Regions from separate parts of the Sus scrofa genome. Here region 1 is linked to region 2. The links are chromatin contacts, called in public Hi-C maps. All regions are on one chromosome and are shown on one strand. Each heading gives the region's core, a stretch centred on a gene start, on an enhancer-like site or on the middle of the called end of the contact. The rest is flanking DNA. Distances are from core to core; before and after follow the strand shown. Region 1 overlaps ERN1 (serine/threonine-protein kinase/endoribonuclease IRE1). Region 2 holds the start of ERN1 (serine/threonine-protein kinase/endoribonuclease IRE1).

Region 1 (4,359 bases), core at 1,468-3,967, 44 kb after region 2:
TATTGACCACGGGTTTGGCAGCTGGGGGGAAATGAGTGTCAGCAGTGTGGTTTGAGGCCTGCCTGTCAAAATTTTAGGAGGGAACAGTGTTAAGAGCCAAGCTGGTCTGGAGAGAAAGATGGGTGTGGATGTGTGGTTTGGGCAAGTGGTGGTTGAGGTGCTGGTGGGAGAGGGTGGAAATGTCCAGCTGGTCCAGAAAGAATTGATCAAGAGATGGAGACCTAGAATGTCCCATCATGGTTGTGGTGGAAGCTGCAGGGGTGGATGTGCTCTTGGAGAGAACTGAGGGCAGAACCTGTTGGAGTAAGGATGGGGGTGGGGGAGAGAGATGAGTGAAAGAGCAGACAGTTCAGGGCTGCGGAAGCCAGGAGGTGGATGGGGGCTTCAAGGAGGCGGGGGCGGGGGGGAACCACGTGGTCTGAGGCAGCAGGCACGTGGGTTGTCCAAGGGCTGGCGAGGTAGCAGAAAGGGTAGAGCTATTGGTGCCAATGGACCAAGACTTTAAGAAGGGAGCAGAGTCAGGTGTGCATTTGGGAACCCCATACAGAGGGAGAAGGTATGAGGTTTGAGAGAGGGTGAGGTAGAGGATGAAAGTAAAACGGTATTCTTGGAAAGGCAGAAATTCACTCCTTTTGGAAATAAAAATGGTTGCCTTTTTACCCTTATGAACTTGGACAAAGGAAGGATGTGAACATCTTTTTTTTTAAAATATGGCCACACCTGCCAAGCGATTGAATCCAAGCCACAGCTGCAGCTCCTTTAACCCACCTCACCCGTCTGAGGATCAAACCCTTGCCTCTGCAGCGACTTGAGTCACTGCAGTTGGATTCTATTTTATTTTTTATTTTTTCGCTTTTTTGAGGGCCACATGTGTGGCATATGGAAGTTCCCAGGGCTAGGGATTGAATTAGAGCTGCAGCTACCAGCCTACACCACAGCCGGATCCGAGCTATGTCTGTGATCTAGGGTGCAGCTCACAGCAACACCGGATCCTTAACCCACTGAGCTGTGATGGGCACTCCTTGCAGTTGGATTCCTAACCCACTGCACCACGCTGGGAACTCTGTGAACATCCACCCTGAGCCATTTTTTGCCTCAGGTTGAAAAGGAGGATTTGATCCGCACAAAACAGGAGCCATAAGTGTCACTGCACCTTGCCCACGTTTCTCCAGGTATAAAGTTGTGGTGTTTCAGGCCTGAGCTGGACCCATGAGAGGAACCGAGTCCAGTGGCAGTGCCCAGGGAAGCAGTGGGCTGATCCGTTTCTCCCTGTCTTAATCCTGGAGGCCAAACACTGAGTACAGTTTTTTTGTTTTTTGTTTTTTTTTTTCCCCTCTTCTGATATTTTTACCTTTACCTTGAACAACACCCATTTTTACACTTGTAATCTTTTTTTTTTCTTTTCTCATTCCGAAAGTAAAACAGCTTCCTGAGATAGCTTTTACCCTTATCAGCCTCCCTAGAGATAGAGAGGCCTATTTTGCGGCAGCTTGTTTATAGCTTAGAGTTGGGCCACTGTTTCTTTTCACATGGCTGATTTTTTATTTTATTTTTTTCAGATTAAGAATCTTGCCTGATACCAGTTCCCATTATTAAATCCCAAACTCCTCTTTCATGTTGGGCTTTCATTGTACATTTTCAGATGCTGCTTTTGACTTTTATTTTGCTGGCTTTCCAACTACTTTTATCTTTAACCTTTTCTATTACCGAAAAGTTCAAGCATATGTAGAGAGGACAGTAAAGTATTAGGCCAGCGCTGTCAATTCTATCTTTGAAACAGTCATCGACAAGCTGCCGGTTTTTTTTTTGCTTTATCTGCCTTCCTCCCATATGATTTCTTTTCCTGTAGTATTTTAAAGTGAATCTCAGACTCAAATGATCCTTTAAGAAAAAAAAAGTGAAGTTCCCGCTGTGGTGCAGCGGGATCGGTGGTGTCTTGGGAGTGCTGGGACCCGGGTTTGATCCCCAGCCTGGTGCAGTGCGTTAAGGATCCGGCATTGCCCCAGCTTAGGTTGCTCCTGCGGCTCAGATCTGATCCCTGGCCTGGGAACTTCATATGCCGCAGGGCCAAAAAAGAAAAAAAAAAAAGCAGACTAGGGCGTTAAACATTTGCTCACCCCCAGCAGACCTGTTTTAACAGTGCTTCTGTGCCATGGCCTGCAGCTCTGCAGGTGTTTATTCCCGGAGTCCTACTTTACCAGTGGATGGAAAGGCGCCCCTGCAGGAGTTCATGTCCCCCTAAGCCTAGGAGAAAGCTTGGCTCCTACACACCTGTGCAGGTGCCCACCTGCCCCTCCCTTTCTCCTGCCGGCGGCCTGTGTCTTAACTGGAAGCTTGCTGGCACAGGGCAGACCTTGAGGCCTCCGTGCCAGATAACCAGTGAAATAAGCCCTGGAAAACCAGGAAAGGCTATGCCAGAGGACGCGTCCCCAACAGCGAGCAAACGCTGTCCAGCAAAGATAAGCTCAGGCACTGGAGTGGAAATCCTGTTGGTCTCCACACGTTGCTTCCAGTGAATCTGCTCGGATCCGGTGGTGTCCTCCTCCTCTGGGTTTATCTGTGAGACCTTGAAGTGGCTGAAATGAACAAAAAACAACGCCCCCTTGACAGCTGGGTCTTCTCTGGAATCTGCCTTCTGGCTCTGCCTGGCGTGCATCAGAGAAACTGGGTTGTAATTGCTTTTTGACTCGGTTGGCTGGGGTGGGTGCCTGTGCCCGTGTTTCCTGCCTCTTGCATCAGTTTGTTTGTGAGAGGGCACCGCGAGGTGAGGTGATTACTGGGAACGAGAAACATGTGCTTGCTGACTGAAAGTTCCTCCTGTTTCCTGAAGTGCTTTTGGTTTTAATGAATTGTTTGTTTGCTGCCCACAGACCGCATGGGGTGTGTGCGCTTCTGGTGTCGTGAGCGCGGTATGCCTGCGTGTCGGAGCTGGGCTCCTAAGGCAAAGCCGGCATGTGATAAGACTTGAAAGAGTTTTTTCTCATCTGAGAATCCCAGCCGACCAGGGTCGTTGGACAGCTGTCTGTCCCCGTAAACAGAGCCCGTGGAGCCTGGAACTCTACCCCAAACCAGATCTCTGTATTTGCCGTCCCCATCCCGGCTTTGAAGTTGGGGACAGCACGGCTGTCCAGCCCATGGGGTCTCGAGCGCCGGAAGTGCCTCATCGCTGTGTGGTCTCACGCCTGTCGATTCTAGCTGTTCAGGCACTGCTGTGTCGGCTCCCTCTCACCCCCGCACCCTGAGGAACCGGGAGGTTCTAGGGAGGGAGAGAGTCTGCCTTTTTGACTATTGCAAATATTAAAATTAATTTGGTGATACAGTTTTTTTTCCCCTATTTCAAAAGTAGTATCTACTTTCGTAGGAATTTGGGGAAATGTGGAAAAGGTGGGGGAGTCATTTATATTTCCAACAAAGATAACTTGCAATTAGCATTTTTTTTTGCCTTTCCATCTAGTTTTCTTAATGCACATTGAAGGTTTTTCTCCTCAGCTGCACGAATACTCTAGGCACAAGGTTCTTTTCTCCTGAACATGATAGTATAACGATGTATACATGTTTCTTAAACTTTATAAGCCCTTTTAGAAGCCTTGATTTTCTGCCAAGTGGACACTCCATAATTTAACCACATCACTGAGTAGTCAGGTTGTTTGTGACGCTACTGTGAGGATCCTTATACAGAAAGCATTTTCTATATTTTGTGTTGTTTTATTTATTTTTATTTTATTTTTTTTTGTCTTTTTAGGACCGCACCCACAGCGGAAGTTCCCAGGCTAGGTGTTGAATCAGACCTACAGCTGCCAGCCTACACCACAGCCACAGCAACGCAGGATCCTTAACCCACTGAGCGAGGCCAGGGTTCGAACCCACAACCTCATGGTTACTAGTCGGATTTGTTTCCACTGCCCACCATGGGAATTCCTTGTGTTGTTTTTAAAGTAGATTTTATGGAAATGGTTTCATGGATCAAAGGGAATCAAGAAGAATAAATACTCAAAAAACTCTAAAATCATCGTGTTGCTGCCCCAAAGGGGGGAACCCATTTACCATCCATTCGGATTCATCAGCAGCAAAAGTGCTTCCCAAGCCACGGTTTTGCTTCTTCTAGTGGGACTCTCTAGTACCACGCCGGGCATCTGCCAACGAGATAGTTGAGGCTTTAGAAGTCCTGGATGTGTCAGATGGTGACCCTTTGTCCACTGTGGGTTGTCACTGGGGCTTCCTTCTACGTCCAGCCCCCAAGTTACATGCACCGTTTCTTGACCGCAGTTCCATTCGGCTCCCAGCCCTCTCTCCAACCTCGGTGACCGTCAAAAGAGCATACTTGTTGTTTTTGTGTGTGAGTTTTCTAAAGTGCCTTCA
Region 2 (4,773 bases), core at 72-2,571:
ACTAGGAACCATGAGGTTGTGGGTTCAATCCCTGGTCTTGCTCAGTGGGTTAAGGATCTGAGCTGTGGTGTAGGTTACAGATGCGGCTCGAATCCCACGTTGCAGTGGCCCTGGTATAGGCTGGCGGCTACTGCTCCGATTAGACCCCTGGCCTGGGAACCTCCATATGCTGCGGATGCGGCCCTAGAAAAGACAGATATATATATATACACAGTCTTTTTCAGATTCTTTTCTGTTATAGGTTATTATAAGATATTGAATATAGTCCTGATTACTTTGCTTTCTCCAGTGTTGCTTACTACTTTCCCCCAAAGCCTGAAAAATCTGTCATATGAGCAAGATGGGAAAAATTAGAGAAGTTGCTATTCTTTTTTCCTTTTTCTCCTAGAATATGGAAATGTTGTGCTCTGAAAATTATTTTATTCTCTCTTGTTACAATGTCCTCTCTCCCTGCTTCCATCTCAGTGGAGGGCGGCATGGGACCCAGGACCAAACAGCTGCCTGTCTCTTTAGATCAGGTTAATAGCCCATAACCTTCAAAAAGACCTTGTATGAGTCCTCAGCAAACCCACTCCCGTGTGGCATATGTCAAGCTTCACATCTACAAATGCCACACAAACACATATGACATCACAGCTGAAATGGTTTCCTTCTTTGCTTGTAATTTTTGGCGAATGAGTTGGCCATGGTTATTCCAAAGGGAACATGGTTGTTGGACATAATTTGAGGGGAATTCCTGAGGGGAAAGAAAGGGAAGAAAGGGGGCTTTAGGCTAAATGAGACACAGCTAGAGCATCCCAGGACTGCGAACTCAGAGACAGCCCTTCGCAGAGCACAAGTTCTGGGTTTGCGGGAATCGCCTGCTAGAGTCTGATCCTCACTCCCGAGCTCGCCAACGATCCCTCCTACTGTCTTCTAAGGCGTGAGGACGAAACAGGGGTTCTGGACACTTGGCATCGCCACACTCCTGCTCTTTCCTGATCAAGTATGACGTAGCAGGTCCCTCGGCGACCGAGCCGCCTGGAGCAGGGGGTGAACCCGCGAGGCGAGGTTGCTGGCCTCCCCTATTCCTCAGACAAGCTCCTTGACTGGGTCACTCAATGTCCCTAGACGCGGGACCGAGGTGTCTGAACGTCCGCTCCCACAGCTGGTGCTGAAGGACCCACGGACAGTCAGAGGGCCGCCCCGCCCATGGCCCCGCCCACCACCACCCCTTCCGCGCTAGCCCCGCCCCAGTCTGCCCTCAGCCCCGCCCCTGAGCCTGGGCCCCGCCCCATCTCAGGGCCATCCTTAGGCTGGGCCCCGCCCCGACCCCGCCCCGACCGGAAGAAGCGCCGGCTCCAGGCTCTTATACGGTGGGGAATGGGGGTGCCGCCACCGCCTAGTCAGCTCTGCGTTCGCTGAATCCCGGCCGCAGCCGCGCTGTCGTCGCGGCGCCCCCGCCCGGTCCTCTGCCCGCCCGCCCGCACCGCCCCTCTGGAGCCGGCCGGCCTGGAGCCAGGGCCGAGTCCTCGCCATGCCTGGCCGGCTGCTTCTGCTGCTGGCGTTGCTGCTGCCCGGTCCCGGGGTGAGTGACCGGGGAGCTTGGGGTGGGGGCAGCGCAGGGAGGGCCGGGGTCCGAGCTGGGAGTACGGTGACGTCGGCGGCGGCGTCCCCTGGCTCGGTGCGCCCCGGCGAGGGCGGCGCCGGGAGCGGAGCGACGGCCTCTGGACCGGCCGAAGTGGCGGCCACGGCCGGCCGCGCCGAGGCGTCCGCCACCCAGGGGCCTCGCGGGCCAGCGCGGCTGTCACCCGCAGCGCCTCCTGGGCCGCGTGCTCTCTGGCGCAACTTTGTGTCGCCCCAGCGGCACCTCTTGTCTCCGGAAGGCCCGGGACCCTTGGGAGCCGCCCCACCTGCCGGACCCTTCCCACAGGTGGGCGCCTGCCCTGCCTGGCGGTGGCCGCGGAGAAAGGGCAGAACGGGCCCTGTAATCAAGGGGGAGAGAATGTGTTGCATTTATTATCCGCGTTTGAACTTTCCAAAATGCAAGAACTTTGGGAAATGAAGGCAGCTGGAAGGGGGTAAGCAGTTTTAGCCCAGACCTTGATTCTGCTTACCTGCTCCAGGTTTCTTGGCATTGGAGGCAGCGGGCTTCCTTTCGGGCAGCAAGCCTTGGTGAAGTAGGTTAAATGGTGGGCGTTGGAGTGTTTTTCAAGACCCCCATATGGGACAGCGGTGAAACCTCTTGGAAACTTCAAACGGAAGGTCTCCACCTCACGGGAGAGCACCATGGGACTGTCTGAAACGTCTTTTCATTTCTTTTCTGGAGAGAAGAGCTGGGTTGCTCTTCTATTTATTTAACTATTTCAGGCCTTTACTCAGGCTGTGGATTTGGGCACCGTGGCTAGGAGGACATTTTGTGGACAGATTTGGCTTTTTTTTTCCCTTCTGGCTGGAAGAACCTAAATGAGCGAGTGGTTTAAAAAAAAAAAAAAGAAAGAAAACAAAACAAGAAACTATTGTTCAGGATGTGGGCATGGCGCACTGGAGCAGGTTCTGTTTAATGACCTCCACTGTGTACTTTCTAATATGGTATATCAGGTACCAGATGTCCAGATGGAGGATTGGCACGTGTGTACCTGAGTGCCACAGCATGAACTTTTCCGAGGTTGTGCATTTTCGGTAAATAATAGTCTGCTCTTGAGGTAACAAGCATTTGGAAACAGCTGAAGTAATGTGAGGCCCCCTTTTTCAAATGCAGCGTGTTTTTTTTTTTTTTAAGGAAAGTTTGTACACACTTCACAATAAAACTCATGTAAGTTCAGTTTCTTATCTAAGAAAAAAAATTCACTTTCACAACTAGGGTCAGGTTTTGAACTTGAACATTTTATCTTGCGCTGGTTAACTGCTGCCTGGCATCTGTTCACAAATAATAATGTAAAGGGAATGACCAAAATGTGTGACCTGAGAGTCATTCCTTCCATATCATCAGGACTTTGTGTGTATGGTTTTCTTTGCCACATCTTTTCATTTGCTAATCTTTCACTGGATTCTCGTGTTTTAGTTTTTGAATAACTTTGGCTAAAGAGCCAAAACTATTTAGCTTTAGTTAGGACTATAGTTTCAGTTCATGTAAATATTTCCAAATTGTATTTAGAAATCCAGACTTCTCTGAGTTCATGGTAAAATAGTCCAGACCCTTATCAAAAGGTTATGTTTTAGTGTAACTACTTTTTAGGGAAAGAGGTCCGAATTTGACTCCGAAGTTGACTACTAGTAAAAATTTCATTCCTCAGCCATAGTGGGAATTATCTTTTAATATTCTTAAGTGAAACCTGTTGCAGGGTTTGCGTTAAGCTGGGCAGCAGTGATGGTGTGCAGAAGGTCCTGGCTGTAAAATGAGGCAAACCTGAGTTCTGTCGGGTCCCTTGCTAGCCGTGCCCTCAGAGTCTTGGAGACTCTGTTTCCTGATCTGTGAAATGGGGACAGCTAACACACGAACACCTGTGACGGGACCTGGTACCTCATAGATGATAATGTGAATTCTTGCTACCCCCAAAGGTGTTTTTTTTCCTAAGTCATCATTTTTAAAATGTTATACTATGCCTAGGCAAAGAACATTTTTGTGATGCTGTTTCTTTGTGATTGATGAAGTAACTGGAGTGCAGTGGAGGCAATATTTTGATTTTCCTTCAGTGTATGTCTGAGCCAGACATTGACTCATCCACGAGCTGAAACTCTAGGCTCTCAGATCCACAGTGCAGTTACCTCGGTGTTAGGAAGCACTTGAGGCTTTCTTAGGTTAATCCAGAATGTGCTTATTCAGTCAAGGAGGTTTCCCCCTCCTTCCTAGACCCGGATCTTGGCTTGTGTTGCATCATGGCTGTCACATCCTCGCTGCCCTGTGGTCCTCACTGTACAGCGTTTGGGTGTCACTTCTTTCAAGTGCCCGAGAGTTGGTGGCATGTGAGGCAAAGCACTTGCAGCGATGGCATATGCCATTTCTTTTACTCGGCGGACGTTTTGGTCGTCGAGGGCAATAGACACCATCGCTGAGAACCGCGGACCGCGTGCGCGCAGGCACACAGCGAGACTGTCGTCTGAGACGGGGGTCTTCGCTGGAAACGGTCTTGATCATCACTTATTCGGATAGTTAGTTATCCCCTGGGTGAATTATCCTCCCAGGAAACGTCAAGTATTTGCTGTGCGGCCGCGAGAAGTGTTTTGTTCCGCTCCCATTCTGTGCACTGTGCGTCTGCAGTTAGCCTGTAGTTGTGCACGTGTGTTTGTGTTGTTTCCTTAACTCGCCAGCTCAGGAGGTTCTCCCGGTAGGAAAGCTTCTCAGAGCGCAGGAGGAAATGTCTATGAGAGGAATCCTTGAGGGAGTTCGATGGTAGACAGGATTCCTGAAGCGGGAGGAGTAGGTATTTGCCTGCCTCCAAGGTTGACTCCCTTTCTCGGGTTGAAGAATCACTGGATAGCTGTTTCATTTTCATCGGAAACCTCTCTGGTTTGGGAATCCAAAGTAATCTTTAGGTTCAATGTTGTGTATGTTTTACAGGGATCAAATATTCTCCCTGAAGAGATGATATAGGGGAGAAAAGCCTCATGTATCATTTTAATGGATTTGGTTTTTATTATGCCACATAACTTGGGGCCTGTAACCTAGCAATGTGATTAGAGTGTGATGCTGGCTGAAAAAATAGGGACAGTGAATCATAGGCTGTGAATAATAAACATGCCGGTTGGCTCTGTTTCCCAGGGCCTGGGGATTTTTTTCCCTCCTATCTTTAT

The links. Hi-C and Micro-C count contacts between places; a contact is called where the count stands out from the background.
Region 1: a contact with region 2 is called in a Hi-C map of liver, with 3 times the contacts expected there. The contact joins the enhancer-like site here to the promoter of ERN1 in region 2. A contact is called at or near these places in 4 of 5 promoter capture datasets (fetal liver, fetal skeletal muscle and liver), 11 of 47 Hi-C or Micro-C datasets (embryonic fibroblasts, epiblast stem cells, fetal skeletal muscle and 6 more) and 2 of 2 datasets of contacts at active chromatin or transcription factors (alveolar macrophages and skeletal muscle).

The regions. Positions count from the first base shown.
Region 1 is chr12:14,923,129-14,927,487 of Sscrofa11.1, forward strand. The region is part of intron 2 of ERN1 (serine/threonine-protein kinase/endoribonuclease IRE1); the gene reads left to right. Among named protein-coding and RNA genes, the nearest start is that of ERN1, 43 kb to the left of the region's middle. Within about 2 kb of position 2,718, at least 26 of the 83 cell types and tissues checked have an H3K27ac peak or open chromatin away from gene starts, as enhancers often do. A contact at or near this core is called in alveolar macrophages, fetal liver, liver and 3 more, where this site is marked.
Region 2 is chr12:14,880,592-14,885,364 of Sscrofa11.1, forward strand. It overlaps ERN1 (serine/threonine-protein kinase/endoribonuclease IRE1), which reads left to right and starts at 1,322. Exons shown (of 22, transcript XM_005668695.3): 1 at 1,322-1,567. The coding sequence starts at 1,517.